2 separate regions of the Mus musculus genome follow, and region 1 is linked to region 2. Evidence: chromatin contacts called from public promoter capture Hi-C data. All regions are on one chromosome and are shown on one strand. Each heading gives the region's core, a stretch centred on a gene start, on an enhancer-like site or on the middle of the called end of the contact. The rest is flanking DNA. Distances are from core to core; before and after follow the strand shown.

Region 1 (3,153 bases), core at 456-2,955, 390 kb after region 2:
AGGTTTGAGGATATCCTGGAAATAAGGCATATTTAGGTTGCTAACAAGTTCTTTTATTAACCAATTTAGACTGGACTGTGCTACAGAGCCTGAGCTATTAAAGAAATGGCCAGGCAGTGGTGGTCAAATCTCTTGAGTTAAAGGCCAGCCTGGTCTATAGTGAGGTACCCCCACACCCCAAAAAATGGTTGAGTCCTTTCCACCAAGATGATGGTACTGCAACTATTGCGGGGAAAACTGCATCAGAGGGCACAAGGCAGTTCCCAGAAAGGTTGGTTAGTTCAAAGCGAAGTTGGCATTGCAAGTTGTACTTTTGGAAAAGTGTTCCTTGCTGGGTTGTGAGTGGTCTCCAAAGGAGTAATAAAGAGCAACTAGGTTAGCTCACTAGATTCCTATGTACTTAATATTGGAAACTACTTTTTAGGGGTGTCAGTCTTGGATTTATTATAATCTAAATTGTTTTCCCCAAAAGCTACTTGTGTGTCAGTTATGTGGTCAGCAGTGACCACTGGAAAGGTTAGGTGTCTGAAAGGAGCGGCACAGGGGTCTTAGGTACTCCGCTGGGATTTTTTTTTTTTTTTTCTTCGAGACAGGGTTTCTCTGTATAGCCCTGGCTGTCCTGGAACTCACTCTGTAGACCAGGCTGGCCTTGAACTCAGAAATCCACCTACCTCAGCCTCCCGAGTGCTGAGATTAAAGGCGTGCGCCACCACGCCCGGCGGGATTTTTTTTTTTAAAAGATTTATATGTAAGTACACTGCCACGCCCGGCGGGATTTTTTTTTTTTAAAAGATTTATATGTAAGTACACTGTAGTCTTTAGATACAGAAGAGGGTGTCAGATCTATCTTGACAAATCACCATAAACTGAGGTGGGGTTTGCAATTTTGAGAACTGAAATTGAATGGACAATAAGTGCTGCTTTAAACAATTTCTAGAATTCCATCTTTAAAGTAGTTAGGAAGCCCAGCAGTGGTGACACGCCTTTAATCCCAGCAATTGGGAGGCAGAGGCAGGCAAATTTCTGAGTTCGAGACCAACCTGGTCTACAAGAGTGAGTTCCAGGACAGCCAGGGATACACAGAGAAACCCAGTAACAACAACAAAAAAGAGGCGGGATGGGCTTTGGAAGCTGAATAGTTATGTTTACAAAGTTGAGCCAATGTTGGGAATTAAGTATTTGCGGTAAGCAGAGAAAGGTTGAGACTCCTTTAAGGTATAAGGAATGACTTACACATGCTATGGCAAGTGACCTTTGCGCAGACTTCAACCTTGTAGCTCGGGGCTCTCTAACTTTCCCTGTGTAGTGGGTAGACAAGCTGTCACATATGTACCATAACCCTAGTTGGCTGTCCAAATAGCTTTGGTAGTTACGTGATGGTGCTGGAGTGGACTGAAGGGTCTGGTTCACAGGACCAGCTGTGGGCCGAGCGCTTAGCTGCTACGGAATGAAGTGGCAGCAGCAGCTTCTGAATGCGCCGCTCCGCACGCCCGACCGCTTTGCACTAATCCCCGCTAGCCCAGGGTTCCCACAGCTCAGTTCACGTGGGCTGCCCCGCGGCGCTCATTGGCCAGCTCCGCGCGTCGCCGCGGTCGCCGCTGCCCTCGTCCTCCGCCGGACCCGGCGTAATGCCGGCCAATGGCGAGGCGGCTTACGGCCCGCCACCTGTCCGCGGCGAGGGCGGGCGGCGGCGAGGAGGCGTCGCACTCCATGGTAACGACGCCGGCCCGAAGATGGCGGCCGCTGGGTCTGGAGGAGCGGGCGGCCCGGGACCAGGGCCGCGAGGCCGCTGGGGCGGCTGCCTGTGGGTGCGAGGCGTCCTGCTTGTGCTGGGCGGGCTCCCGGCCGGTGCCGGAGCTGCTCCCGTCTCCCTGGGCACTTCGCCTCCGTGTCGCCATCACGTCCTTTCGGACACTGAGGTAGGGCGAAGCGGGGCGCGAACGGGCCGGGCGAGGGAGTGGCTGGAGTAACGTGGAGGGTGTGGCGTCCCGGATGGCGGACTGCAGGTGCTCTGCAGGAGAAAGCCCTCGCCCGACCCGCAGGACCCGCCGGACCCGCGGGACCCGCCGTCAGCCCCTGCTGCCTGCAGAGCAGCTGAGTTAGGCACTTGTCCCCTCCCGTTCCGCTTAGCCAGTAGTACCACAAACTTGGACGAGCATCAGAATAATCGAAGCGCTTGTTAGAACAGATTGCCGCCCCGCTCCCCCCACTTTCTGACTCAGGAGCTCTGGCATGCATCCCCACAATTCGGATTCCTAGATACTGATGCTGCTTACTTAAGCACCACACCGAGAACCTCTTATCCGAAGACTTGAGAAACAGTTGAAGGGAGAACCAGACAGAGCTGTTGGTAGGAAGGCTACTACTGAGAAAACTCAGGAGACCAAAGTTCAGGATTCGTTTTCTAGTTAGTTATGGCTTTGCTGCCTTTATCCCATCCCCTCTGCTCTGTAAAGTCTGCACCTCCTTTCACCTCAACTCTCTCTCAGTCTTTATAAATTCTTGTAGTCTCGGTTCACTCAGATCTGCCTACCAAAACCTCCCCAGTAGAGCGTTCTTCCCATTTCGTCTGGAGGCCTTATCTGTATTCTGGCATTGAACCAGGTTCTCTTCTGTGCTACGCGTAGCTTTCAGCCTTGCCTTGCAGTGTTCAGACTGGCCTTGAACTTACTGTGTAGCTCAGGCTGGCCTGGAATTTGAGATCCTTCTGCCTCAGTTTCCAGAGTGCTGGGGTTGTAGAAGTATGATATCACTTCTGGCTCTGCTCATCGTTTATCCTCTCCAGTGAGCTTTTTGTTTTGTTGGTGTTCTTTTAACACACACACACACACACACCCCTCCCCCTCGTTTGGTTCTTTCTGTTATTGCTAGCCTTCCTCGACACCTTATTATACGCTCATTTCCCTGTAAGCCCAGTGAGCACATGACAGTCGCATTAAGGGAGTTGCTTCAATTCAGGGCTGAAGAGGTGGTTTCTGCTCCCTGCTCTCTTCCCTCAGCACACATCACATTCTTCTGCTGGGTCTCGTAACTGTTAAGTTTTCATTAGGTAGTGGCCACTGTGAGCCTCCCCCTCGCAGTCTTTCTCCCCGTTACCTTGTGCTACTGTAAGGTCTGAACATGTGTTCTCATTAAGCCCGTAATGCTCTGTGT
Region 2 (3,241 bases), core at 220-2,719:
GGAATTTTGGATCTTACCCCAGTTCATAGTAGGTCTCTGGGTGATCAGTGGTCCTTTCTAAAATTGTCATGTCTTTGGTAAACCAGCATTGGCTCCATTACCCAGCTTACCATGTAGGACTGTGCAAAGGGCCTCGTGGCTGCAGTGGCGAAAGTAGATCTTGTAAATTGAACTTATTGGCAAATATTAGGAAAATACTGGGAGGAGGGGACAAAGTCCAAACAGGTCCTCAGATTTGAGCTGCCCTTAGTGTTTGATTTCGGGACAAGGGGCTGAGGGGCATATTTTACATACCAAAGCAGACCTGGCCTCCAGGGTCTCCCAGCATCCCTCAGTCCCTACCTGGCATACTCTGCCCGCCCCACCCCCCACCCCCAACTCAGAACTTTCCAGCCCAGGGGCTGCCCTTCTCCCAGAGGCTCTTCCCTAGTAACCCAGACATTTCCATCTCTCTCTGACTCTTTCTGTCTGTCTGTCTATCTCCTTCTCTCCCTCCCGCCCCTTTCTTCTCTCTGTGCACACCCTCTCTTTCTTTCTCTTTTCCGCCCATACCCCCACTTTCCCCATGACCACTCTAATGTGGCTTGAGTTGGCTCACTTCACCAGCTGGGGAGAAAGAACCTATCACTCAGCACACACGGGTAAGGTTGGCCAGCTCTGAGGGCAACGAGAAGAGTCTGTAGCCTGGCACTAGAGCTTTAGATGCCCAGTGGAGGGGCCAAGTCAGATTGCATGGCCAGGTGAGTTCCTTCATAGCCCCCCTCTTCCTGTCTCTTGACCTTTGGCCCTTCTTTCTCCAAAACAGGCCTTGGAGACCCCTCTAGTCTTCCTTCCTTCTCAGCCCTTGGCTCTAGGCGCCCCTCCAGAAATCCAGCTGTCTTTCCAGGCCCTTCTCCAGCAAAGACTGGCTTCATTTGCACTACATACACACACATAACACATACTCATGGGTCAACCTCAGACTAAAATTATCTTCTCCCCTGGGCAGGATGAAGGGCAGCCGACTCCCCAGGGAGGATAGAGACAGACAGTGCCAAATGGTTAACCCAGAGAAGGGGCCAGGGCTAAAAATGGACAGGGAGGTGTTTGGAGGGCCCCTCGGGCTCCTACCCTCTCTTTGTATGCTAGGGGCAAGAGGCTGTGCCGTTTAGGAGGTTCAGGAAGGGAAGGGTAAGATGGGGAGGAGCTGAAGGCCAGGGCTGCCAGGGCTGGGGCTTGGGGGTGTACCTGGAGGGCTTTGGGCTATCTCTGTCTTCACAGACCGTTTTGGGGTTAACTTCATCCACAAGCAGCATCTTCATCTGTTTTTGACGACTACCCTGAGGCTTCAGCTGTGGGTTCCCCGTTAGGGTGTACGCTAGAAGTGTGTGCCTTTAACAGGCTGCCCCTGGCAGCTTGGCAAAGCCAGGAGCTGTCTGAGGCTTACCAGTAGGGTGGGACTGAGTGCCTCTGGGGCCCTGGGTTCCATCTGGCTTCTGGCTGCTTTCAAACAGGTGTTCAGTGGAAAGCGGTTGGAGGCCGAGTTCCCTTCCCAGCACTCTCAGAGCACCTTCCGGAAGCCCTCCCCCACCCCAGGGAGCCTGCCAGGGGAGGGGACCCTGCAGAGCCTCACCTGCCTCATTGGGGAGAAAGACCTACGCCTGCTGGAGAAGCTGGGGGATGGCTCCTTTGGCGTGGTGCGCAGGGGTGAATGGGACGCCCCCGCAGGGAAGACGGTGAGCTCTGGGGTGGGCACCTCTCCCCTTCTGTCAGGCGACAAGTGACTAGGGACAGTTGTGAAAGTACTCACCTTTTGAGCCATGTTCAGGTTTAACTGAGCACAGTGATTTCTTTTTTTCAAGTCTAAAGATAGTTTGCTTACTATGAAAGATTGGACACGGAAAAATGAAAGGCAAAGGCCTGCAGCTCCCACTGCCCGGCTGAGGCAGGGCTGCAGCGCCCCCTCCTGCCACCCCAACCCCTGCAGGGATTTGTTGTGAGACAGCATCTTGGGTAGACCAGGGTGGCTTTGAACCTGCAGTGACAAAGTATTTTCTGTCCCTTTATCCTTTCCTTCCTTCATGGTCTTGGATCAGCTTTGAAGCAAGTGCTGTGCCACTGAGCTATGTCTCATCACTAAGATAGAAATTAGATTTACATATTTAAGTCATAGCCTTTTTTCTCTTAATTAAAACTCCCTAGTGGATAACCACACACAAACATACACGTATGGGGTGTGGGGGGATACAGATTATTGTAAATATATAGGGCCAGATGCACTTCCCAGACAGTATATTAATATTGCTAGCACCCAGCAGGATTTGTCAAGCCCTGGCCACTCAGCACCCCTTTTTCCAAGGTGGGGGGCATCCATAGATTATGGCATTATAGTTCAACTATATTATTGTTCTGTCTTTATATTGCTCATCTCTTAATTTATTGTCACTGCTAATTTGGGAATTTGCCCAGAAAGAAGAGGCCCACATTTAGTGACCTTTAGAGGTCAGTCAGCTGCCACCCTCTTGCAGTGCAGAGGATGTAGGATATAAACTGATGGCATGCTTGTGCACTCAGATGAACAGGTCTGACGCAAGGGGCTTTACTCTGAGTTGGAAGGTGCAGTTAGCTCAGTGTTGGGAACCATGAAGGTCTAACGCCCTGCTAATCCTGCACTGGGCAGGTGAGTGTGGCCGTCAAGTGCCTGAAGCCTGACGTGCTGAGCCAGCCAGAGGCCATGGACGACTTCATCCGGGAGGTCAATGCCATGCATTCACTAGACCACCGAAACCTCATTCGCTTGTATGGTGTGGTGCTCACACTACCCATGAAGATGGTGAGTGGCTGGGTGGGAGGGAAGGCCAGAGGGCTACCTGCAGTCTGGGCTCCCAGACGCACTCTTCCTCCTGCCTGCTCCAGTTTCCCGCCACAAGTGGCAAAGGGGTTTACCAGGGTACTGCCTAGTGCTGTCATCTCTGGATTTTCTACTGCTCACTGGCAAGATGTGCCCATAGGAATGGCTGGCCCTTGACATGAGTTATCTTTGGAGTTTTTAGCCTGGGCCTCTTTGGAATGCTTTATTCTGGGGTTTAGATTCTTGGGGGTGACTGAAGGGACAGGTCAGAAACGAACATGGAGTTCGTTCATTGGAGCTATGGTCGACCTCCAGAAAGAGACTGGGAACTTTGCCTTTGAGAGAGTGGCATCGATCTACCGGATTTATCCTGTCTGTCTTCTGTGTGGCCTCAGGTGACAGAGCTGGCAC

What was found. Promoter capture Hi-C pulls out the DNA fragments that hold promoters and counts their contacts.
Region 1: a contact with region 2 is called in a promoter capture Hi-C map of erythroid cells, with 5 times the contacts expected there. The contact joins the promoter of Lmln here to the promoter of Tnk2os in region 2. A contact is called at or near these places in 1 of 39 promoter capture datasets (erythroid cells), 5 of 115 datasets of contacts at active chromatin or transcription factors (effector CD8 T cells, embryonic stem cells, extraembryonic endoderm stem cells and 1 more) and 1 of 9 other capture datasets (liver).

The regions. Positions count from the first base shown.
Region 1 is chr16:33,060,816-33,063,968 of GRCm38.p6, forward strand. Lmln (leishmanolysin-like (metallopeptidase M8 family)) reads left to right here and starts at 1,706. Exons shown (of 17, transcript NM_172823.2): 1 at 1,706-1,919. The coding sequence starts at 1,734.
Region 2 is chr16:32,666,728-32,669,968 of GRCm38.p6, forward strand. It overlaps Tnk2os (tyrosine kinase, non-receptor 2, opposite strand), which reads right to left and starts at 1,470. Exons shown (of 3, transcript NR_033493.1): 1 at 1,228-1,470. It overlaps Tnk2 (tyrosine kinase, non-receptor, 2), which reads left to right. Exons shown (of 16, transcript NM_016788.3): 4 at 1,494-1,715; 5 at 2,660-2,812; 6 at 3,226-3,241.